Regions from separate parts of the Mus musculus genome. Here region 1 is linked to region 2. A link is a contact called in public HiChIP or PLAC-seq data. All regions are on one chromosome and are shown on one strand. The core of a region is the stretch at or near the end of the contact, and the rest is flanking DNA. Distances in the headings are between cores, read along the strand shown. Region 1 overlaps Fndc3b (fibronectin type III domain containing 3B). Region 2 overlaps Fndc3b (fibronectin type III domain containing 3B).

Region 1 (6,902 bases), core at 1,870-4,369, 180 kb after region 2:
TTCTAAATCACTTCTAAGAGAGAAACAAAACCTGATAAAGCTTAAGTTATGACAGGCGTTTGTGCAGCTGATTTGTGTGTTTACGTTGTATTTGTAGTAAAAATGAAAAAAGAAATCAAAATCTGACATAGAGTTATATGGCGGCGAGTAAAGAAAAGGATGCACACGAGAGCCTCCCGCTCGAGGTGATCACTACTTATACTGCTGTCAGTCACAAGGATTGACAGTTTCCTAAGAGCGCACTTCCTTCCTTCTCTTTATGAGCAAGCCTCAGAAAGAAGCGAGCCTGCAAACCAGCAAGACAGCGGCTGTAAGCAGTCCGCCATAGATGCTCTGTCAAACACCATCTGACACTCCATTTCCATCTTCCCTTTTCTACCTCATCCTGGTTTTCTGTTTGTTTCGTTTCTGGTTTTTGGTTTTTTGAGACAGGGTTTCTCTGTGTAGCTCTAGCTGTCCTGGAACGCACTCTGTAGACCAAGCTGGCTTCAAAGTCACAGAGATGTGCCTGCTTCTGCCTCCTGGGTGCTGAGGTTAAAGGCATGAGCCACCACCAGGCTCAAATACTGGTTTTGAAAAATAATTTCCTGTGACTCCCGATTCGGAACCTAGAAACTCAGAAGCTGCCAACATTGCTATCCGGCCTTTGCAGCAAAGCTAACCTGGGTTTGTTTGTTTGTTTGTTTGTTTATTGGATTTAGTTTTATATATGAGTGTTTTGCTTGAATGTACAACTGTGTACCACATGTATGCTTAGTGCTCGAGGAGGTCAGAAGACGACATCAGGTCCCCTGCAACTGGGTTTTGGATGGTTATGAGCCAACATGTGGTTGCTAGGAATCAAAATGGGATCTTCTGCAAGCACAGGTACTCTTAATCTCTGAGCCATCTCTCCAGTCCCCTAACCAGGGCTTTTAATAAAACAACTATGGAAATAACAACAGAATTCATAGAGGGAAGGTACTAAAACAACACGGAAACACATCAAAGTCTCCATTTAAAATCCTAAGATCTGCTCATGTGCACTCGCGCACACGCACACATGCACACACACACACACACACACACACACACACACTGTTGTCTTGCCCACTTCCTGCATCCTTTCCCAGGAGCACTGCACTGTATCATCACAGTGGCCACCGTGAGCCTGATGCAGGGTCACAGACATTAGACACAAAAGCCCAGGGGTGGTTAGGCGGATTTCCTTACACTAAATCGTTCCTGCACACTTTCTATGGACACGAGGAAGGGTACCTGGCACAGGTAAATCCTCCCCTTGGCTGTTTTAGAAACCAAATTAAATAGTTAGAGGGAAAGGATGTGAAGGAACAGAGGAGGAAGAGTAATGGTTAACTGAGTTTTTGCCGCGCTCCACTGTGAAAACAGCTCAAAAGGGCCAGCTTGGGGGGGGGGGGGGGAGGGTAGAAAGGAGGAGGGAGAATGGAGGGGGAAGGGACCAGATGGGGAGGCTGTCACAACACTCACTACTAGAAAATGAAAGTTTTAATCTGGAGTTTATCAGGAATTGACTCTAAAGTTGAACAATTAATTCTGTGTTTTATAAAGTAGCAGAATTAGAGAAGAGCCCTCACACTCCTTTCTGCTCTTAAGAGATTATGTTTTTAGCACCAATTCCCTGCCCTGCTTACTCACTACAGATTAAACTAAAGCTAGAATCAAACGGGAGCCTGTGACGCCTGAACTGTCTTACTGGTTCGGGAGTGGCTTCGGCCTCCTTATTAAAGGGAGGAAGAACTTCAGTCGAAGGATGAGAACCAAAACACACGGTTGTGCTGGCGGCTGCTGTGTTTTTATGCCAATGAAATCTAATTTTACAGCTGAGTTCTACCCTGTGCAGGAAAGACACTTGCCATGGCTTGCCACCTGAATGAAGGAAAGGGAGGTGATAATTGCTCATGCAGAAAACCCTCTTGAGACATGAGCAGTACCGAGAGGTATGTGCCCAGCTGGTTGGTTGAGGCACGAATAGTCTGGAATTTGCCTTCTTGTCTGATATGTATTCATTAGTGAAGTCAAATCACAGCCGTCTGGAAAAAAAAATCTTAAGCTTAAAAATATTCTGGCTTTTTGCATCCAATTAGAAGCATGGAAGCTCTGACAGAAATCCTGTGAAATAGAGTTCTTTCCATTAAAAATAAAACTATAGCAGAACAAAATGAATGGCAAGCCCCCCGAGAACTCCCATCCTGCTCTCGAGAGAAAGGGAAGGAAACTAACTCATTGGCTGTGCAGGCCTGTCATCGACACTCCACAGATCCATAGGTGTGGGCTGGGGACAGAACCTCGAGTGCTCATGGCCTAGCTCCACACCTGGACACCTGACAGGCCAGGACAGTGGTCACAGACACTTTTCTCCTTGTAACTTGGCTTTGAATATACTTTTAAGTGGCTTTCGTGAAGTCATTCACAGTACAGTCATGGCAGAACACCCAGAGTTACTTAGGGAAAGTACTATTTTCAGGAGAGGAAAAAAGTCCAAATATAAGTTCTCTATGAATATACAGAGGTTTCTTTCATAGCACGCCCCACAGACCAAACTTTTAGAGGAAAAAAAAAAAAAAAAGGAAAAAAGTTACATCACCGTATATACACAATCTCTAGACCCCAAATCCATATCTCAGCTCTGCAAATATTAACCGAGAGAGGAAAGGGGCTTATCTACGGAAAACGTTTACCAAGGGTTGGTTTGTTTAGTTCATTGTTTTTGAATGGTATTTAAGTAAGGCTGCTGACAGAACCAGACACTTTTACTGGAACACTTAGATTCCAGGGCCCTTCATACCACAGTACCTCTGACACCCCGCCTGGACATCCCAAGGATGGCAGCCTAGCATCACAAGAAAACATTCCAGAACGATGAGCCCTGCTCACTTGCAGCCGAGTCAGCTTAGCAGCATATTTTTGCTAAGGATGACTGTAACTGCAAACATGTATTTTCTATAAGTGAGATGTGGAATTTCGTGTATATTTCCTTCTACTCTTTCTCAAGGGACAATATAAGGAAAGTCAGAATCAGTCTGGGCCACCGTGAACGCCTGCTATGGTGGTCGAGTAGGAGTCAGAGACCCTGTGATCCCTTCCAGGCCCAGCGCACGCCCAGGCAGCCTGCAGGCACAGCATGCCTGGCACCCTGGAAGCACTTAGGCAGACCCTGCTGTATTTCAGGTGTCTGAATACTTCTGCACAGGCTCCCTGACTCTCAATCTCTCTGCCTACAGAATAAGTAATTGGTTCTTCAGCACATGACTTCTAGATCATGTCATACAACCAACCTGCATTTTTATATCTCTACTTAGAGATCTAGTATGAATGAAGCTCACATGTAAACTATCTCAACACCTGCCTGGGTACTAACAACTAAGTATAGCACCCTTTAGCGGGGGAGGGAGAAGGCTTTTAAGCATAATCAACAAGTTGCTTTCTGGAAGGGTCTGCAGGAGTTCTGAGCATCATTCACACTAATTCTATCAGGCCTCACGACATTCCTGTGAATGGTCAGCACAACTTCCATGACATCTAAGTCTCTGCCCAGGAGAAGTAGGAAGTGCAGACACCGGCAATGAGCCAGGGCTCCTAGTGAGCTCTCAGAGATCAGGGACTCTCAGCACAGAACAAACCTGGATGAGTGGACAGACGCAAAATGGCCAGGCCAGAGGGTTTGATGGCTAGATGAAATGACCACAAAGACCAAACCCAGAAGAGGTAAATTCTACAGGGACCCTAAGAGTGCCACACCTTGTCTCCCAGGCGTACCCAATCCCTTCTACAATGGCAAAGAGCTTTCAGGCTTCAGTGAAACCTTACCAAGACAGAGACCTCAGAACGTTTTAAGATAGATACCTTGAGGAATGTTAAGTTACTCCATCATCCAATCTCTTAGCCCAGATGGCAAAGACTTAGCACACAGGATGGAGAGGGAACTCCATGGTAAAGGTACCTGCTTTTACTTCAAGCCAATCCCTGCAACCAACATGGGGGAAGGAGAGGGCCAAACCTAACCTTTGTAACATATTCATACTCATACACACACAACCACACACACTGTAACATACATACACACACTCATACACATACAATCACACATTCTGTAACACACACACACACACAAGAAAGTGTAACAAGGCATTTAAAAAAACTTAAGAGCAGGAAAAAAAGGCAGAAATAAAATATAAAGAGCTAAAGTGGCCCCCTGGTGACAGGAGGTGTGTCATCATTAAACACAGAAGCAAAATGACTACAGGAGAGGGCAGCTAGGCAAGTCACAGACTGCTGGGGAGTTTCTCAGAGTGAGCTGTGCTGCAGCAGTTTTTGAGACTGCCGTTTTTAAGGCTTTTTATCTAATACCTAGAAAAACCTTGAACACTTCTTTCTGAAAGAAACAAAGTAACATAGTAACCATGTTCCAAAAGCACTTGGTCAAAAAGGCACTCAAATGCCAGTGAACCTGGCCAAAGATAATCAGACACTGCCTAACAAATACTGCTGTGTGCCAGGCCCTGCTGCGGGAGTCTAAAATAAAGGCACGAGGGTAAACGGCATTACGGTGAAACACTATATGGGATTAGCTAGGCACAAATCCACACTAGACACTTCTGGCAAAACTCTGCACATGTCTGCAGACCTCCACTCTGTCTAAGGCCTTTCATCTATAAGCCCCATTGTCTAAATTTGGCTTCCCAGCTGTGGCTTCTTTCCTATCTTTGAAATCTGACTAGTGTTGAAAAGGTGAATATCTTCAGAACCTGCCCCAGCCTTAAGCTTCGTTTTAAAATAATATTTATTATTTGTAATCATGTGGAGGTGGGCATATATGTGTGCTGGTATGTGCACATGAGTGCTGGTGCCCATGGATTTTGGGTCTTCTGGAATAGGAGGTTGTAAGCCACTCTCCACCTGTGCTGGGACTTGAACTTGGGTCCTCTTCAAGAGCACTGCGTACTCTTGACCACTGAGTCATCTCTCCAGTACCACAGAAAATATTTTTCAGTGGGGCCCAACTTGAGTCCCGCCTGGTAAGTGTATCGCTCATCCATCGTCACTAAAGGTTCTCTTTGCAACAGACAGAAGCTACTGCAGAGAGCCACGCCTGGTCAAAATGGAGTGTCTGTGGAGTGCTCAAACACAGTCGGCCCACGAGCAATGCAAACTCTGCCTCCCTATGCCCCGATAAGCAGACTCACGCTCTCCATTAAAAGCAAAGATCAACATCACCAGTGTCCAGACAACCAATCCCGTGTGCTCGTGCCTAGGTGAGAATGCTTCCTGCTCCACCCTTGCCAGATGCTCACTTAAGCCCGTCTGAAATGTTGCAACAATTTCATTAAGTATTCTCTAGGCATATATATATACACACACACACATACATATATTCAAATAACAAAAAAACCCGTTGTTTTCCTGAGGCTGAAGGAGAACTCTTCAGACAAGAACCTCAAGTCTCAAGCTCAGAGAGAATGATGAAGAAGACATTGAAATTCACTTCCTAAAGCAGGGAACTAGCAAAAATACACCACAGCAAACAGACGCGCATTCAGCAGATGCACTGTGGACCAGAGACGTCCCTTTCATTTTTAAAAATAGATTTAACAGGCATATTAGTTTTCCACTGGCCACTATAAATAAGTGGAACTCCAAAATCTCTGTCTTTGCAAGGGGCTTCTCGCCAGGCACTGCTGCCTGACCCGCAGTGGAGTGCATATCTACATTACCCAGAGGCCAGAGTGTGAGCTGTGGGAACCTTGTTCACAGATCTCCCATTCAAAGAACCTCCACAATAGGACCTCCACACAGGAAGCAGGCCTCGGCACAGAGCACCTCTGCAGTTCCAGAGAACTTTCCAAGGTCGCCAGAATGGTGAGCCACTCCAAATGCCATGTTCAAAGGCCCTGGCTGCCTACACATTTAAGCCAACAAAGCTAGTGTTGTTCACTGCAGTTCTCTGGAATCCCTCCCAAGGTGAAAGCAAAACTGCCAAAGGTCCCATTCCCTTTTTCTAGATGAATCTCTCAAGGCACCATTTTGCTTAATAAAAATGCACACACACACACACACACACACACACACACACACACTCGAAGACCAAGGCTTGATCCCCAGAACGGACCCTCATCAGTGAGTAAGCCACTGAGACAGAGAGAGTGACCAGCCTCTGAGGAGCAACACTGAAGGCCATCTCTGGCTTGCACACACATGGGCACACAAACACATAGATTTTTTTTAATGAAATTTAATTTAGAAAATTAAAGCCCCAAGCCATGAAATTATTTTCTCAAGGGCTGACTGGCCTTGACTGGCTGGCCTGGGTGCAGGCCTACCCATCACATCCCGCTTGCCCACTGCATCCCACTTTGCGTATCGTCAGTACCAGAGCTCAAACTCCGGTTCACATGTTTGCATGCCATCTCCCCAGCCCAGAAATCCTACCTCTCGCTCGTTGCCTTCAGGAAGCCGCTGTGCAACAGGAGGAAAGCAAACCAGGCACGTCCCGAGGAGGTGCTCGGACTGTACCGCTCAGGAAATGCATAGTCAGGTTACATACATTATTTAAACACCACACTGAACTAGAACCAAACTGTTCCCAAGCTTACCTACTGGCTAATGCGGCAATAAATGAGTTATGGGTTTCCTTTTCTACTTATATGTTTAAAGTAACCTATAATGAGCATCTATAATTTATATAATGATAAAAATTAACTTTTAAAAAACCCATATAACTCAGTTACTTTCTACCACGTGAGTGCTGGAATTTTAGTAAGGAAATACTCAGAAGCTACCATAGACAGAACTCAGCTAGGTTGCTCCAAATCTCACAGAACTAATTGCCACCATCCATCTCCGACTGTGGGACAGACAATGGCAGAACATCTGTGGTTAAGTAA
Region 2 (6,259 bases), core at 2,482-4,981:
CCCCCTTCTGGGTAAGGTGGAAAGCAGGGCTTGGACGGGAAGGACACACTCCTGTAAGGGTAGCCCTTACCAATACAGGTGAATACACCGAACTCAAGCCATAGCATTCTCCCCCACCTCCCTCCTTCCCTCCCTCCCTCCCTCCCTCCCTCCCTCCCTCCCTCCTTCTCCCTCATCCTTCTGAGCATCATGCTCCCTTCAGACTCAAGAGAATGCCCCCTGCTAAAAGGTGTGCAGAGCCTGGTCCACAAGCTCTTACGTGTCAGCTAAAGAGGCAGTTTAAGAAAGAAAACCCTAACACAGACAGAGGCACATAGTGTGGCACTGGAGGCTGGGAAGGCGTATGGAGGCGTGCGGGCAGGCTGCCAGAGCTCCTGAGGGGCTGCCACAGCAGCACGGGTTGATGAAGTATGGTGGCCACATGTGGCTCTCGGGATTCAAACTTAATCAGTTAAAAGCTCAGCTCTGTAGGTCAGCAGCCACATTTCAAATGCCCAGTGCCACATGCCCAGCATAAACTATAGGACACTTCTACATGACAGAGACTTTCCAGAGTGGACATGGAAGGAAGCCAGGGAAAGTGAGTTAGGGATCTGCAAGGCCCTCCCTGCAGAGGGCACAGGACATGCAAGTTCATGAGGCTGGGCACAGCGGTATAAGCAACAAGGCCTGTGACAAAGCCACGCACACAGGCCCGGGTGGGTGGGTGGGAAGGCACTGGAGAGCTGAGGCTCCCCTGCCAGGGTGCTGGTGGGTACCACGAACTGTGACTGTGTGGCAGGGATTACACCACAGCACACAGTGGTGATATTGTGCTGGGGCACGGAGGAGGGACGGCAAAGTTGGTTAGATTTCAGGGAAATTTTGAAGAAGGGCTCGGGAAGGTTTGCTGGCTGATTCTATCTGGGGTCAATGGATGACTCATTTGCTGAGTTTGGGAAGGCCAGGGATGATGGCCCTGATGGAAATGGAGAGTGGCCGGGAGTTGAGGTAGTTAGTAAGGCCGGGATGCTCTGCAGGCGTGCACACCGTGGGACTCACGTTCTCATCCTCCTGAATGTCCAGGGTGTAGGTTATCACTTCCTCAGGCGAGCAGCCTTCTGGCCTGCTCCACTGCAGGGTGATCCAGGTGACGCCGGCTCGGACAAGCCGGGGTGCCAAGGGCATCTGCGGGATGTTTCCCAACGTGTAGCACACGACCTCCTGGCTGTAACCACTGTGGGGGAGTGAGCACAGGAGACATGTGGGCACTGTGTCAGAGGGATCCTGTATACAGGAGATGGCCCAGTAGAGCTTCAAAGTGCCACAGTGGGCTCTACAGTCTGCACTTACAAGAGCACGGCAGACCTGAGAGAGTAGGCTGGCCGTTTTGCTTCCCTCAAAAGCACACCATGGCACTGTATTTACTAAGGTAAGAGCAGCGGCTACAGAAGGACTGCAAATGAAGGCGGCACCAACAAGCGACTCTGCTGATGGAACCTGAGTCTCACAGTTTTCCAACTCTGTGAGTGCTTCTAATTCATTTAAAAATTGCTCAACCATAGACGCCTTTATCGTGCCGACATTTCCAGTCAGAAAACTCTTAGGATATATTGGTTTCCAGGCACTGGGAGGAAGTTCTAAAAACTCTGTGATGTTTCAGAGAGGTTCTCTAGGCTAGGGCCACTGCATGGCCTAGTCTTTAAGATGCACTTATGAAAGAAAGAGATTTTTCCTCTTGATCAAGCGGTATCTAGCAAGAACTGAGACATCTATTTTCAAAGCCCCTTAATCAACAGGCCCCTAGGTTAGGAGTGGTTTCTTTCATTCCTTTGGCCGCCTGCATAGAGACATCTGTAGCAGAGGCAGTCCAGGTTTTCTCTGTTTCTGCGACTTGATAATAGCTGCTCAGCAGCCCTCAGTATCAGCAACAGTCACACAAATGAAAAAGAAGGCTCTGGAGGACTGTCCCATTAAAAGTGAGGTGGAAGCCGGGCGTGGTGGCGCATGCCTTTGATCCCATCACTCGGGAGGCAGAGGCAGGCGGATTTCTGAGTTCGAGGCCAGCCTGGTCTACAGACTGAGTTCCAGGATAACCAGGGCTACAAAGAGAAACCCTGTTTCAAACCCCCCCTAGCCCCCTACACCCCACCCCCCAAAGTGAGGTGGAATAGGAGCAGGTGTTGGGGGAAGGGCAGCTTCCTTTACAAAGCTCTCCTGTTGCCTTCCCCCATGACAGCAGTGAGGCTGAGAGAGGTCCAGCTAGGCCGGCCACCTCAGAGGCCTTCTCTCACCTCAGGATTTGCTCTCAGAGGTGCTCCGTGCAGAGGCAGCATCCTCACACCTTCAAGCAATGTGAGAGACTGCCAGAGCCATGCCCTGACATTTGACAGGCAAGGAGAAAAGGAGACGCCATACCTGGTGCCGATGTCGTTCCGAGCAGCGAGCCTGAACGTGTAGCCCATGGCTGGACAGAGCTTTGTCAGTTTGCAGTGCTTCTGGCTTCCAAAGAAACACTGTCTGAAACCACTGTTTCTCTTTCCCTGGAAGGACACAGAGACTGTTCATCTACCCGAAACTCACCCAGAACATAGCACTCTCCATCTACCTGTTTATTATCACTACGCTTATTCATTCATTCATCATTTAAACTTAAAGTTACTGTGTGGATGGATGGGGGTTTGCCATGACATTTCCAAATGTATACAATTGTAAAAAAAACCCAAAAACCAAAAAACAAATTACCATAAGAAAATGAAGGAATATTTTAAACAAAAGCTGAAATTTCTAGTTTGGATGAATTAAGACAACAGGAGGTGGGTATCCCGAGGAACCGGCATTGAACATGAAGCACCCCACATGGAAGTGCACTCTAAACACAAAAGCCACACAGACCTGCCAACGAGGCCCAGAGCCCTTCGGACTTGGGCGTCTAACAGGGTTTAGTTGATAGCATAGGATGAAGGTCAGTCCCAGGGCGATGTGGCAGGAAAGGCGATGTGGCAGATAAGAACTGCGGTCACTAAGATGCTCCTCACTTGCGTGGGTGGCCGTGGCCATTGAACAAGGGAGAGTTGCATAGAGCTAAGGATCGCACCTCGGAAGTGGCCTGGCCTTTCTCAGGAATCCTCACACCCCACCCCACCCCCATCTGGGCAGCTGGCCTCCCTGCTTGTCTTGTCTCTTCTGTCACAGTGGCTCAAACCCCTGGATACACCCATCACGGTGGCCATGGTGAGCTGTTTGTTTACTGGTTCCTAAATACTGGCCACAAGCCTTTGAGTCATCCTGTCCACATCAGGAGCAGCTCAAACTCTGCAGAAGGACTTATCATTGTTTGATAAGACTTGGAATATTGGTTGAATGCCTATATCTAACCCCACCCCCCCACACACACATACACACCCAGACAGATAGACAGAGACACATACAAAGAGTGAGGGAGAGAAAGAGAGAGAGAGAGAGAGAGAGAGAGAGAGAAAGAAAGAGAGAGAAAGAGAGAGAAAGAGAGAAAGAGAAAGAGAGAGAGCGTGCGCATAAGCATGTATTCATTCTAAGTTTCTTATGAAGAGTTTTCAAGTTCTTCTGTGTAAAAAGAAAACCTGTCATCATGTAGAGTGCCTGTCAGTCTGTCTGTCTTTTGTCCTCGGGGTTGAGCCCTGGGTTTCAAACATGACAGGCAACCATTCCATTGCTGACTCACTCCTAACCCCCTCATCCCATTTCATTTTAAGACAGAGTCACCAAAGGTCCTTAAGCCGGCCTTGAGTTTGTGATTCTCCCTCACCAGGCTCCTGAGGGAGCTGGGATACAGCCTGAGACTCTAGACTCAGGTCTGCGGCTGGGGTCTCATGGTTCTACATTTAAGGAAAAAGACCATTTAAGCTGGGCCATGGTCAGAGACATAAAAATTCATATGAGCAGTTTTATGAACAGCATTTCCACTCACAATGAATATTATCTTATTGGTCGATCATGAAACAAGGAAACATACTACCCAGGCACGGGGGTGAACACCGGCAACTCCAGCCCTCAGGAGGCACAGGCAAGATGATCACCAAAAATCTTGGACCAGCCTGGTCTACATATTGAGTTGGAAGCCAGCTAGGGCTACATGGTTAAGACCCTGTTTAAAACAGAACCAAACCACCTCACATTATTAACTAACAAAGGCAAAACAGAGTGAATGTTCTCGCCAGGTCCAGAGACTCCAGGAGTATGTCTGAAACTCGCAAATTACTTCCTAAAGCAGGAAGCCAGCAGTTTTCTTCTAAGCCAATTTAAGAATCTCTTTTCTGTAAGCAGGCTCTGAATATAGACCGCTGAAACACATTTCAGGTGACATGTAATTAAGAAGAAACACACTAGAGCAGACAGACTAAACATAAACACGCAGTATCCACCCAGCAGTGTAAATCCCATTTATAATCCAGCTCCCCGTCTCCTCCCCAGCCAGGAGGGCACTGTCTCAATGGAAGCCCTGATGATCTGTAAGATTTAAAGCTCACTCTGCCAAGGGTTCAGACACCTTGAGGTGCAGGGTGGACGGGTGGAGGTAAGAGCACGCACGTCCCAGCATGACAGAGCAAAGCCACTGTGTGGCTGGTACACTGGTGACTGGCACCGGCTTTCACCTTGGATGCGTGGATTGATACAGTAGATCTACTCATGGGGATGCTGCCTCTGTGTACATCAGCAGTTCTGGCCAGTGTCCGGTTACACTACATGTGCATCCTGTGTGCTCACAGTCAGTCATCTTAGCAGCAGTGAGATCTGCCTGCCTTCCTCCCCTGTTTGTGAACCCAGAGCAAACAGGCTGAAAAAGGCACACCCTGCCCTTGAGTTGCTTTCCCTTCCACGCCTGTGTGGGTTCCCCTCAGAGCCTCATTTCTCCTGTGCCTATATTTGGCCTCCGTTGCCCATTTCTGGTACTTAGAACTATAGCCAGTAAATACAAGTCGGCCTCTTCCTTACTAGTTGATTTGCTTCACTGTGCAAGAGCCATTCCGTTTACAACGTTAAGGGTAGTTAATCACCAGAAGGTAGATTTCTCTTTTCAAGGTATCACTAGAGAGCTGGAGATGGAAATGCCCCAGATCCCGCACGGCATTTGCCCTGACATTAAAAAGCAGCAACCCAGCCTCTATGGACAAACTATCCAAACTTTTCTTATTTATTTTTCCTTTTACATAGGGTGGGCTTGTGGATGTGACTGCAGTTCTTGCTATGGCCAGAAGAGGGCATCAGATCCCCTGAGACAGGAGTTACAGGCAGATGTGGGGCATCTGGTGGGGGTGCTAGCACTCACACACAGGTCTTCTAAATGATATTAAATGCCGAGCTCTCTCTAGCTCCAAGCTTTCTTTAATAACAACCCCTGAGATGTGCTATGATGTACATAGAACTTAGGAATATGTAGAAAGATTGAGAGCTGTGCTGGTTGGTTTTGTGTGTCTACTTTACACAAGCTGGAGTTATCACGGAGAAAGGAGCCTCCCTTGAGGAAATGAAGCCATGAGATCCAGCTGTAAGGCATTGTCTCAATTAGTGACCAAGGCGGTGGGGGGTGGTGGTGGTGGTGGTGGTGGTTGGGGGTGGGTGGGAAGAGCACCGTGGGTGGTGCCATCCCTGGGCTGCTAGTCTTGGGTTCGAAAAGAAAGCACATTGAGCAAGCCAGGGGAAGCAAGCCAGTAGGTAACATCCCTCCATGGCCTCTGCATCAGCTCCTGCTTCTTGACCTGCTTGAGTTCCAGTCCTGACTTCTTTGGTGATGAAGAACAATGTGGAAGTGTAAGCTGAATAAACCCTTTCCTCCCCAACATGACTAAGATAAGAGCTGACTGAACTTGGAATGGAATTTTAGAAACAGTATTCGCTGAGTTTGATCAGGTACTCAAGCTTTTCAGAGGATCAGGAATTAAAGCTTTCTAGACGTCACAGAGTATAAAGCAAATCCAAGTTGCAGGCTGTTGCCATTCCTCAGAGAGGAACCGCGCAGAGCAGAGTGTAGCATGCACTCTCATTCCAAGACTGCAAGCGAATGTGACCTGTGCTCTGTGCTCCCTCATATGGTGGCTCCCATAGACTGTGGGGGCAGGAATAGAAGCAATTGCGGGCCCAGATTCAGAGAGTGAGGTGTGCACCATAGGCCCGGTGAACCATGGCAGATACCCTTGTGGTGACCAGGCTTCCAAAAGCACACAGCGGGGCTGAGAAGGTGAGCTGAGTCCTTCTCTTTCCACGAGGACAGGAAAAGGGAGCAGGGCTGGGATCTTTGGGT

The links. HiChIP or PLAC-seq counts read pairs in DNA pulled down with a chosen protein or histone mark.
Region 1: a contact with region 2 is called in an H3K27ac HiChIP or PLAC-seq map of extraembryonic endoderm stem cells. The contact joins two enhancer-like sites. A contact is called at or near these places in 2 of 484 Hi-C or Micro-C datasets (liver and nephron progenitors) and 2 of 115 datasets of contacts at active chromatin or transcription factors (extraembryonic endoderm stem cells and heart atrium).

Annotation. Positions count from the first base shown.
Region 1 is chr3:27,649,997-27,656,898 of GRCm38.p6, forward strand. All of the region lies in intron 1 of Fndc3b (fibronectin type III domain containing 3B), which reads right to left. Among named protein-coding and RNA genes, the nearest start is that of Fndc3b, 57 kb to the right of the region's middle. Within about 2 kb of position 3,120, at least 54 of the 459 cell types and tissues checked have an H3K27ac peak or open chromatin away from gene starts, as enhancers often do. A contact at or near this core is called in extraembryonic endoderm stem cells, where this site is marked.
Region 2 is chr3:27,467,825-27,474,083 of GRCm38.p6, forward strand. It overlaps Fndc3b (fibronectin type III domain containing 3B), which reads right to left. Exons shown (of 26, transcript NM_173182.3): 12 at 2,398-2,522; 13 at 1,042-1,216. Among named protein-coding and RNA genes, the nearest start is that of Gm32738, 12 kb to the right of the region's middle. Within about 2 kb of position 3,732, at least 15 of the 459 cell types and tissues checked have an H3K27ac peak or open chromatin away from gene starts, as enhancers often do. A contact at or near this core is called in extraembryonic endoderm stem cells, where this site is marked.